2 separate regions of the Cricetulus griseus genome follow, and region 1 is linked to region 2. Evidence: chromatin contacts called from public Hi-C data. All regions are on one chromosome and are shown on one strand. Each heading gives the region's core, a stretch centred on a gene start, on an enhancer-like site or on the middle of the called end of the contact. The rest is flanking DNA. Distances are from core to core; before and after follow the strand shown. Region 1 holds the start of Mapre3 (microtubule-associated protein RP/EB family member 3). Region 2 overlaps Mapre3 (microtubule-associated protein RP/EB family member 3).

Region 1 (5,958 bases), core at 1,038-3,537, 33 kb before region 2:
CCAGACACCTTGGAGGGGTAGTCAGGAACCACTTCCAGTTTCCAGTTATGTGGCCAGGGGGCAATATCACCTAGTACCTACAATTCCAACAGAATTTTTTCCTGACAACTGCATTAGATGGGAGGGGGAGGGGGGAATTTGTTCACTACATGCCAGGTTTTTGTTGTTGTTGTTTGTTTGTTTCTCTTTTGTTTGTTTGTGTTTTTCCTTACTCTCTAATCTGCCACCTCTTTTCCCTGAGAGAATGGATCTGTTTGGGGTACTTTGACATCAGCAGTTCTTGGGTAGTCCTGGGGTGGGATTCATGTGAACAAAACAGGGAGACTTGGAGGAGAAAATTAGACCTTCAAGGCTGACTTTAAGTGACTTAAAGAAACAGAACATCTCTGGCATGCCAGCCTATCCAGAAGAATCCAGTGCTGTTCACTGAAGGGTATAATCAGCACCTGCTTGTGTTCATACTAAAGTTAAGGAGGGTGTCTTCAGCCAGTATGGACCTCACTGGAAATACTTGTGACTGTAGAAGGGAAAATTACAAAAAGTGAGGATTCAGGCCAGGGGGTGGGAGCGCACACCTTTAATCCAAGCGCTCAGGAGGCAGAGACAGGTGGGTCTCTGTGACTTCAAGGCCAGCCTGGTCTACACAGCAAGTTCTAGGACAGGCTCCAAAAATACAGAGAAACCCTATCTTGAAATATAAAGGGAGGTTTCAGGATATAGGAAATGCCAGAGTTTTTGGTTAATAGATAACTAGAGCCTTGGTATTAAGATGAAAAGGAAGGGTGTTGGCCAGCTAAAATGGTAGCAGCAGTAGTTAACAAAATATGTGCAGAGGCAATGAGGAAGACGTGGACTGTCAGACAGTTAGGTCAGAGAAAGCGAGGAAAAATGAAAACTTTGTCTTCACTTGAGTCAATTACATACACATTTAGTGGGACTCTTCTACGTGTCACATTCTGTGGGAGATGCTAAGGGAGGCTGATGAGTAAGAATTCCTGCCCACCAGGACACACAGTCTGACTAGGGAGCAGAAGTGTAAACAAAGGATGCTACTGTAAGATGTATGTAACCAACAAGGTGTGTACAAAGTGGGTTCAGAGGTGACAACAAGACATCCCCGGGAGTCAGGACTAGGTGAGGGAAAGACGGAAGCCACCTTCACAAAGAGAACCAAGCCAATGGCCTCTCAATGGCATTGGGTATAACAAAGCCCTGGAGGGAACAGTATGGACCAAGGACTGCAGGCACTGGGAGGAAGAAGATGTATCCAAACCTGAGGCTATCCATCAAAGCAGACTTGGAACAAGGAATTTGGGAACATGAATGGATGTGTCAAAGAAGGATCTAGTTGTGAAGAATGGAGTCTACACCAGCTAGTGGGCCAGGGGAAGGAACAACAGCTGTCAGCAAATGCACTGTGGGAGGGACTATATGGTTAGTAAATACTCAGGGGATAGCTAATCAAAGATGGTGAGTTAAAGGCCACCAGGCTACAGAAAAGAGCCTGTCTTTCGTTTTTGTGTTGCTGTTGTTGAGAGAGGATGTCACTCTGTAGCCCAGGATTGGCCTTGAACTTTTGGTAATCCTCCTGCCTCCGCCTCCCAAGTTCTAGAATTATAGGTGTGAGCCTATACTTTACCAGGCTGGGAGGACCTGTCTCAAACTACAACGACAAATAAACAAACCCCTCGATTATGTGTATAAATGCCATTCTGTTACTCCACTTCGAGGTAAAGGGGCAGGCTTCCTCGCGGGAGGCTAAAGGGGACGTTTGACTGAGGTAGGGGAAAACTACGTGCCTTTGAAGATTAGCGTAACAGACCGCAATTGGAAGCCAGAAAGCAAGTAAGGCCATCAAACCTGGCTTCAGTCCTCCCATGTCAGCGAAAGAGAAGAAATAGTCTCTTCTTCTGCCTTTGCTGAAGCGGTAAGAAAACCCCCATCATCCCGCTCCTACGGAATCAGAAGTAAAGGTTCCCTCCTTCTCTGACTAGAGGAATTGTTACGCTGTTGCTAAGGGAAAAGGAAGGGGCTGTTCCCAGTTGCCATGGTGACAAGGTAAGAGCGTTCCCTCGGTACCGCCGTACGTTTACCAAGTGGTTTCTTCTCCTCGTTTCTATGGCGATCTAGAGGGATTGTTCTCGTCTCCCGCACCTCCCGCCGCCGTTGCTAGGACGAGGTAGAGGTAGGGGTTGTCCGCCTCTCGCCGCCCGGTTGCCGTGGAGACGGCGGGTGCCCTGGCCCCGCCCCGCTCGGGCTGACAGCGGTGGCCGCATCGCGCCTGCGCAGTGCTCTCGTCCCCCCGCAGTCTCTGTGCGTTGAAGCCGGAGACCGCGGCGGCCTCTGCTAGGACCCTCCGCCCCGGAGCCTCCGGCCGGAGCCGCAGCCTCTGCCGCAGCGTCCCTGCCGCCCGTCCCCTCCCCTGTCGCCTCCGCCGGAGCCGCCTCGCGCACTGTGAGTCCGGGCCGAGGCCACGGTCGCCGTGGGGCTGAGTCAGCGGGAGGCCCGGACCGGGCTGGGGGAGGGGAACCGGGCTCCCCATCTCCGCCGGCTCCCGCCCCCGCCCCCACTCGTGTCCCATTCCGCCGTCTCCGGCTCTCGGTGACCTCCTCGGTGGTCTCGGGGCCAGGCCTCCCCTGCCACTCCTCCTGCTCTTCCCTCCTCCCTCGGGACCCACCTTGGGGTTCTTCCCCTCTAGATGTGGCGCTGTCGCACCTCTGCCCGGGGCGTTGTATTTCCCCCAAACTCCCTCCTGCCTGCCCTTGTCCCCTGTCCCCTGTCCCCTGTCCCCTCTCTTTACTCCGGGGCCTGACATCTCCCAGCCTCTAGTTTCCCCAAGTGATCTGCAGAAACAGAGTGATGAGGGAAGAGAGCCAGTGGAGACTTGGGGGAGGGGGACATTGTATCTGTCCAAACCTTGGGACCCTAGGGACCAATTCTCCCACCCGCTCCTGACCCGCTCCTGACGAGATTGGTCTAGGAAAGCAGGCCTGGATAGTTCTAAGTAGCTGCGGAGAGCCGGCGCGGCTTGCGGAATAGGTTTTTGCTAAGAGGGGTCAAGCTACATTGTGATCAGCTACTGTTGGGTGTACAGGGCTCGTGCATAGTGGCCTTCCAGTGCGCCGAGCCACTGCCCTGGCCACCGGGAAGCGAAGGGAGTGGAGGGAGGGGGACATGGTTGGTTTGGGAGCTTAAGTTCATGTGCTTCCGGTTCTTTTGTGTGTGTGTGTGTGTGTGTGTGTGTGTGTGTGTGTGTGTGTGTGAATAAACAACCTGCAGGACTCTTTAAATGTCTAAAGAGGCACATTGCGTCCTTGGCATACGTGAAGTTTGAAGACCGACCTGTAATATCTATAGCAACTGCTTACTGTTTCTATAAGGAGTCTTGGCAGAACTTGATTTCCCATACCTGTAAATTTGGTGAAGTAACCAACCAGGCAATAGTGGGTTTTGACGGTAAGAGCAAAGTGGGGAGGAGGGGCCGTTGAGAGTCCTCATGGAGTAGCTTGGAGACCGGTATCCCTGCCTCCTGCGGCTCTGAGTCTTGGCGGGGCCGTTGCCTGGTAGGAGGCCTTTTCCTGGTAGGATTCCCAGGGTTGCCTTTGCCACGCATCCCCTTGCCTATCTTGCCATACCCAGTGTTGAAATAGAGTCCCAAGCTATTCTTTTTTTCCAGCAATAAACTCAGCTGAAGTTAGTTTGTGCTCATAGCCAGAAAGTTCTTCATAGACAAGCCTCAACTCGAGGGCTCCTAACTACTGTGTGCACCTCATTGCCAGCTTCCTTTGATTCCTTTTTTTTCCTCCCAGATTTCAATGTAGTGTTCGAAAATATGTGTAAATATAAGGCAGCTCTAATGAATAAAAGGTTTTGGACTTCTTTTCTTTTTTTAACTCCAGGCTACAAAGGGTCCACTCCTAAAACTCATGGTGAAAGACCCCGACTTGTCAGGAGTTTCTGGAGTTGCAGCGATTTTGCTCCTAGGCTTTGCTCACTCATGGCCTATTGGCAGCCTCCTCAGGGCCACTCCCTGCCCCCATGCCCATCAGATTCATTTACAGTCGAAAACACGGCTGTCGCCCTAGTTTTAAACATAGAGATGGAGTTCAGGAAAATGACAGCCCCCATCCAACAGTGGAGTTTGTTCTGTTTCGGATGCCAGTCTGGGGTTTGGCGGGATGCACCTGCCTGTGGTGCAATGGGAACTCTGGGGCCTGAGAGCTACATTCCTTCCTCTGGTCCCTCTCTGTGTCACATAGCTTGCCCAAATACCCGAGGAGGGCAGGAGGGGACAGCTGTGCTGGAGAGCTGCTCTTCCTGGACTGAGTGTATTTTGGGAATCAGTGTTATTACTGGGGTGGATGGGGGTGAATTAAGCAAGAAAATGTGTCAAGGCTAGAGAGATCAGGGGAGTGTGAGGTGCAGTGTTCCCTTTGCAGCCTGCTATGGGATAGTACCTCTTCAGAACATCAGAGTGGCTTTTATATGGGTTAATTTGCCTTTGAAATCCGTAGCAGTGTTTTATGAGATAATGATTAAATGCCTTATAAACTGATCCTCTTAAGAAACATGACTGAGACCTCTCTCATAGGCCTATCCAGCTACTATTGAAGGTAATTGTTAAGATCAGGGAGGGGAGCATGATTTGGACCAAGTCAGACCTAAAGCTGTGTGACAGGTGTTATATGGTTTTATAGGACTGTATTTCCTTGATCTTGAAACAAACCTGTAATTTACCATCATCTTTTAGGTAAAGTGTGTGTGTGTGTGTGTGTGTGTGTGTGTGTGTGTGTGTGTGTGTGTGTGTTTAGATTCTGAGCTACATCGTAGTTTCAAAAGCAGGAATTAGCAAGCCTTAAGGGAGATATTTGTGTATCTTAGAGTGAGAATGGTGTTTCATTTCTGTAAAGATGCCAGGACTGCCCCACGTAAGAGCTCATTCATTGTCAAGGTGGGTGTCTCCAAGCCCATGCCCTTTATGGGTTTAGGTGATTAACCAGACTTAGGCATGCTAGTAACTACTGAACAAAACAAAGTTCCCATGTGGGAGTCCAACTCAGGGCCATAATATGCTACTCTCCAGAAATTTAGTAAACAGCTGGAAGCAAACATCTTATGAACTAGCCCTGAATATAGGCAAGTGGTGTTTTTCAGAAGCTAAGTAGGAAATGTAAATGTTCAGATCAAAATGAATGTGCTCCCGTTCATTTATAAACATATCTGTGAGGATCCCAGACACGTGTTCCTCTCCCTGTAGTATCTTAGAACTGAACAGAAACATAAGATGTCATAATGTTCTTATTTCCGGGTTTTGACATGAGACACTAAGAGTTAAGTGATTTGCCCCCAGGTGACTCCACTAATGTAGAAAGTATGTGGAAACACTCAACTGTGTACAATGCGCAAATGACCATTAGTGTCTGAGTCAGAATTAGAAAAAACATTTCCAGGGCTGGAGAGATGGCTCAGAGGTTAAGAGCACTGACTGCTCTTCCAGAGGTCCTGAGTTCAATTCCCAGCAACCACATGGTGGCTCACAACCATCCATTATGAGATCTGGTGCCCTCTTCTGGTGTGCAGATATACATGGAAGCAGAATGTTGTATACATAATAAATAAATAAAATCTTTAAAAAAAAAGAAAAAAGAAAAAACATTTCCAGATCTGCTATTCTATATCACCATCCTGCTGCATTTGTCACACTGAGTAGTACAAAAGGCTTTAATAAAAATTATTTAGTGTCTCTAATTAGCCCTGTAGACAAAGGCTTCTTTTATTGTCTAAGATGTTGCAAGGCCAGGCAAAATTTAATGTCCAAGTATCTAATTAAATATTTATTATTGCCACCTAAAAATAATAATTTTTCCTCACATGTTCCAACTTCGAGAGGTCCTCTTTTTTAAAATATGCATCACCTAACAGAAAGCAAATGTGAAGTTTGGTGTTGAAGTCTTCTCA
Region 2 (5,661 bases), core at 1,980-4,479:
TTCACAAATTTCACTATACCCTCTTTTTTTTTTTTTTTTTTTTTTTTTTTTTTTTTTTTTTTTTGGTTTTTCGGGACAGTTTCTCTGTGTAGCTTAAGTCAGAACAAAGGAGGACTAAAACAGCCGAAATCATTATAGAGAAAGGCCTTGTGTGAAAGCCCCTAACCCTCTCAGCAAAGTATGCCAATAGGTGGGATTTTTGATTTGTTCAGAGCCCTGGAACCCTAAGTAGTTGCTTCCTTGTTAGAGCCAAAATGCAAGCAAAGGAAAAACAGTATCTCTAGTTGTTCGCTTGTTTGTTTTGGTTGTTGTTTAGAGATTTCTTGGGGTTTTTGTTTGTTTGTTTGAGATAAAGTCCCACATAGCTCAGACTAACTATAAACACTATGTACTGAGCTCCTAATCTTTCTGTCTCTGTCTACAAAGTACTGTGATTGCAAGAGCGTGTCACTATTCATAGCTTGTAGTTTAATTAATGTTATATATGATGAGTGGTTTTAATTGTCAATTTGACTCAGTCTAGAATTACCTTGGAAGAATCCCTCTCAATGGGGGATTATCAAGATGCTGCTGGCCTGTGGGCATGTCTGTGGGGGTTTATCTTGATTACCTACAGGTGGCAAGACCCACCCACAGTCATGAGTGGGTGGCACCATTCCCTAGGATCATGAACTGTCTGAAAGAAATCAGGCGGAACACAAGCATGTCTGTGTCCATTCAGTGTCCACTCTTCACTGTGGATGTAACCAGCTGATTCCAGTTCCTGGGGCCTTGACTTCCCTGCAGTGTTAGGCTATGGCCTGCAACTAGGAGCCAAATAAGCCCCTCCTTCTTTAAGTTGCTTTTGCCAAGGTATTTTATCACAGCAACAGAACAACACTAAGATAAACATAACAAATGTCAATTTCCTGGTTTTAGTAATGGCCATATAGCCTGTTACTGGAGGAATTGGATGAGGACACCCAAGAACTCATTTTTATTTGAATCTTGAGTCTCAAATCACCTAAAAATGAAAAACTTGCAAAAATTGGAGCAGTGCTGTCTTAAACAGCGGCCCTTGAAATTAACTCTCCAGTATTTCATAGAAAAGATAATGTAAAGTAAGAGCTCTGAAAGTTGTACATCGAAATAGGTTTCTTTTTTTGTTTGTTTGTTTGTTGTTTTTGCTTTTTGTAATTCCTCCCAAGTGCTGGAATTAAAGGTATGAGCCGCCACTGTCCGGCTGAATTAAGTTTCTGAATGTTGTGATTCATAATAATTTCAATTCAGAAATGGTTCTGCTGTTTTAACTACATATTATTTTACCTGTACTTTTGTATTGTTGCAAATATACTCTGTTCACACAAAAAAAATCTTTTTTTTTTTTTCTGTTTGCTTTTTTGAGACAGAGTTTCTCTGTGTAACCCTAGCTGTCCTGGAACTAGCTCTATAGATCAGACTAGCCTTGAACTCAGAGACCTGCCTGCCTCTGCCTCCCGAATGCAGGAATTAATAGCTTGCACTACCACCACCTGGTTTAAAATTCTTTGGAGACTTTCCCCTTGACCATGGCATCCAGAGCTGCTGGTGATAGGGCTTTTACTTCTTTCTAGTCATGTCTTTGCCCACACATGCATTCTGGGTAGATTCTTGGCTGTCTTCCCTCTCTTCCCCGTGCATTTCCTCTTAACTCTCAATTCAAGCTCCTAGCAGAAAAAAAGCAGATCAGCTTAATCAGCCGAGTGTGTCACCACTGGTCATGTCTCTCACTGTCTATCTCCCACCTTTACCTTGGTTTCCTCCAGCAGCAGGCTGGGTCTCGTGGCTTCCTGTAGGTGGCATTCCTTACACAGTGGCTGGCATGTAGTCCTGCGTGTGGAGCACATGCTTCGGTTGTGGTGAGTGAAGCAGATATGTGAGGAATATGGTAGTCTCTACAGTGTCCCTGGCAACCCCTTTTGTTTATCTATTGTCTTACATTAATTTTCCTTAAAACAAAAGGCCAAAAGGGTTTCCAATGAACCACACAACTAAACACTAAATCAATACTGAAATCATTCTTTTCTGGGCTGGAGAGATGACTCCAGGAATGCTTGAAAACCCTAGTTTGGCCGGGCGTTGGTGACACACACCTTTAATCCCAGCACTCGGGAGACAGAGGTAGGCAGATCTCTGTGAGTTCGAGGCCGGTGTGGTCTCCAGAGCGAGTGCCAGGATAGGCTCCAAAGCTACACAGAGAAACCCTGTCTCGAAAAACCAAAAAAAAAAAAAAAAAAAAAAAAAAAAAAAAAAAGAAGAAAAGAAAAGAAAAAAGAAAACCCTAGTTTGGTTCCCAGCACCTATCAGGTGGTTCATAGCCACTTATAGCTGCAGCTCTAGGCTATGTGATACCCTCTTCAGACCTCCCCAGGCACACATCTGCACAGGCAGCATACACACATAAAATAGATAAATAAATAAAATAAAATATAATAAAATAAAAATAAATGATTAAAAAACATTCTTTCAGCCGGGCAGTGGTGGCACACGCCTTTAATCCCAGTACTCGGGAGGCAGAGGCAGGCGGATCTTTGTGAGTTCGAGACCAGCCTGGTCTACAAGAGCTGGTTCCAGGATAGCCTCCAAAGCCACAGAGAAAACCCTGTCTCAAAAAACAAAACAAAACAAAACAAAACATTCTTTCCTAAATATTCTTTTCTAAATATTTAGATTTTATTAACATTTCCCCTCATTCTTTGGAAGTACTGGCAATTAAACCCAGGGCCTTACCCAGCTAAGCTGGCCCTGTAGCTGAGCTGTATCCTCAGCCCTGCCCTTTCCTTCTCCCTCCTTTCTTTTTTTGTCTTGTTGTCCTTATTTTGAGACAGGATCTCACTAAGTTGACCAGGCAGGCTTTGAACTTGTGACCCTTCCACCTCTCCCTTTGTTTCTTGATCCAGTGTTTTATGCATGGGGTATGCTCCCACTCCTGAGCCTCCTGGCACAGATAAGATCTAGAACTGACTTGGGCGGTAGACCATGAGTTCTGAAGGAATGTGGGGAATATCGAGCCACAGAGCACAAGTCTATGTTTAACCTATATTGCACTTAAGGTTTTAACTCACGGGAACGACATCCTGTAGTGGCCTTGACACAAGTGGCCTTGATGACAAACTCCTGAATTCCATCCTTAGCATTCTTGTGTCTGGACTCCCCCAGTCAGTTGCAAGTCTAGCTCTGTCCCCACACTCCAGCAGAATGACTCAGGGCTCCTTCCTTCCTTCTTGTGCACTCTAATGACGGCTCCATTACATTCTGGTCCTGTCATTAACAGGACTGCCACCTCCTCCTGGAACCAGCTCTTCCCTTGGATCCTGAGACTTACCCACCTGGCCCAGCCTCCTCGCCTTTGGTGGCACACCCTAACATTCCTCTAGGACTTAGTCACAGGTCTCATGCTCACTTGGTCAAATAAAAGTGACAGTAAACACGCTTCCTGTTTTCACTGCTCTCTGACATCCCGTCATCTTTACAGGCCCACATCAGGGACTACCTTCCCCCAGAATTACCTGCCAATTAACCCCCTCCCCCCACTCAGCTTTTGCAGGCTGTTGGGTGCCTGAGAGCCAGATGTGCTGTTTTAATGATGGGGTCCCTGGTCCATTTATGAATGACTTTGTCTTCAGCCAAACAAAAGATTCCTTAAAGAGAAGACCAGGCCTTAAAGTGATGCTGGGGCTACAAGGTGCCCCACTGGGTTGACCACATGAATCAGTGGTCAGCAAATACTTGCTGGTTGAAAGTAAGGCTGATTGAGGGGCTGGAGAGAGGACTCAGAGGTTACGAGCACTGGCTGCTCTTCCAGAGGTCCTGAGTTCGATTCCCAGCAATTGAACTCAGGTGGCTCACAACCATCTGTAATGAGATCTGATGCCCTCTTCTGGCATGCAGTATATAATATATAAATAATAGCGTAATATAAATATAAATACATAGTAAACCTTAAAGTAAGACTGATTGAAACAGTAGGAGAGAGAGAGAGAGGGGGACAGAGGAACCTCTACAATTCCTTCCCTCCTCCTCTTCCAGGGTGAAAGTAGAGTGTAGCACTCTGCACTGCAGCTATACAAACTCAACCCTCGCTTCCAGCAGTGTGACGGTGCTGGAAGGAGCTGCTCTGGGGTCAGGAGGCTTGAGCTCAGCCTAACTTTACTTTGCCAGTGGCTGATCATGAACATGGGCTCTTGAATCCAGGGCCTTCATTTCCTCATATGCAGAGCTTAGTTGGTGATTAAAGCCTTCAGGGGAGAACTGCTCTGACCTACATGAGTGGTGCTCCCAGTAGGCATTTCAGAGCCTGTGATAGGCCAGAAGAGAGGCTATAGGAAGGTAAGCAGGCCTTCTGGGATTAAGGCGGGATCTGCCTCCATCTGGGATTAATCCCATAAAGTGGGCAGGGAGGGTGGAGTGCTGGGTTCATGGAGAATCAGACAACACAGAACCTGAAGTTTGCTCTGGACAGCTCTATGGCAGACAGGCCGGTAGAAAGGCTGGAGGATAAGTGAGCAGTCTGTATTCTGTCAACAGGGCAAGGGGATAAAACTGGAAGGGATGCCAAGGGGACACTGAATGGGGGAAGGATTGGGCCTAGGGCCAGAGGAAACATACTAATTAATTCATAAAATCCAGCACTTTGGAGAAGGCCAAGAACTTAGCAGAACACTGTCCTACATGACCACAATAAGCTTCAGACCAGAAGAGATGTAGTCCTGCTTTGTGTGTGTGTGTGTGTGTGTGTGTGTGTGTGTGTGTGTGTGTGTGTGTGTGTTTTCATGCACACGTGTGCCATGGTGTATGTAGAAATCAGAGGATAATTTAGAAAAGGTGGTTCTCTCCTTCTATCATCTGGGTCCCAAGTATTGAACTCAGGTCATTCGACTTTGCTGTGCGATCACCTTGGCACACTTAGCCTGAATGTGGTTTTAAAAGAACATAAAATAACATGGTTTGTGTCTGTCCCCAGAAACATGGACAGGCTTTGGGAGCCTGGAGAGCCACAGAAGAGATGCCAGACCCAATAGGGCTTTGGAAACGGGAATGTTCTCTTCCCAACATGTCCCAGAAGCTCCTGCAGCCCCATTCCCTGTCCTCGGGCCATCCACAGTGGGCCAGCTATCTGTTCCCCTGAACATGCTAGGGGGAAAGACACTCCTGGAATGTGGCCAGGTCCTTCTCTGGAACCATCCTGACATCCTTCTCTGAGTAACCTGGGGAACGTTGTCATCTGCTGCTGGAGAAAAGACTTAAGTCTATGCTGAGAGTCTCAAGGCTCCGTACAATATGTATAACCAGATGCCAAGCTGGCATTTCCTCTCTCCTGTAGCCAGCAGCACTTCCTTGGAGTGAACACAAAACCAAGAACAAAAACCATCTTCTGCACCCCTCCTCTGCCATCTGAACCCTGTTTCCTAGTCATACCTCTCTTACCACTTAGGGCAGTCACACTTAGCAGCTGTTGCATCCAGGGTCCTAGGCCCACACTAGCTGAAGGAAGAGAAGGATGCCCAGCTCCCAAGACACCCCTCTGTTTTCCTGGCGAGAGCCTTGGCAGCCAGGCAGCAGAGAGCCGAAAGCCAAGCGTGTCCTGCTCTCTGCCTGCTCAGGACCCTGAGTCAGGAAATAAGGAATGGAGTTGAAGATGTT

The links. Hi-C and Micro-C count contacts between places; a contact is called where the count stands out from the background.
Region 1: a contact with region 2 is called in a Hi-C map of the CHO-K1 cell line, with 6 times the contacts expected there. The contact joins the promoter of Mapre3 here to the enhancer-like site in region 2. A contact is called at or near these places in 6 of 8 Hi-C or Micro-C datasets (the CHK-Q cell line, the CHL-YN cell line, the CHO-K1 cell line and 2 more).

The regions. Positions count from the first base shown.
Region 1 is chr7:13,550,927-13,556,884 of CriGri-PICRH-1.0, reverse strand. It overlaps Mapre3 (microtubule-associated protein RP/EB family member 3), which reads left to right and starts at 2,287. Exons shown (of 7, transcript XM_027424514.2): 1 at 2,287-2,454.
Region 2 is chr7:13,519,034-13,524,694 of CriGri-PICRH-1.0, reverse strand. All of the region lies in intron 1 of Mapre3 (microtubule-associated protein RP/EB family member 3), which reads left to right. Among named protein-coding and RNA genes, the nearest start is that of Tmem214, 20 kb to the right of the region's middle. Within about 2 kb of position 3,229, at least 1 of the 6 cell types and tissues checked has open chromatin away from gene starts, as enhancers often do. A contact at or near this core is called in the CHO-K1 cell line, where this site is marked.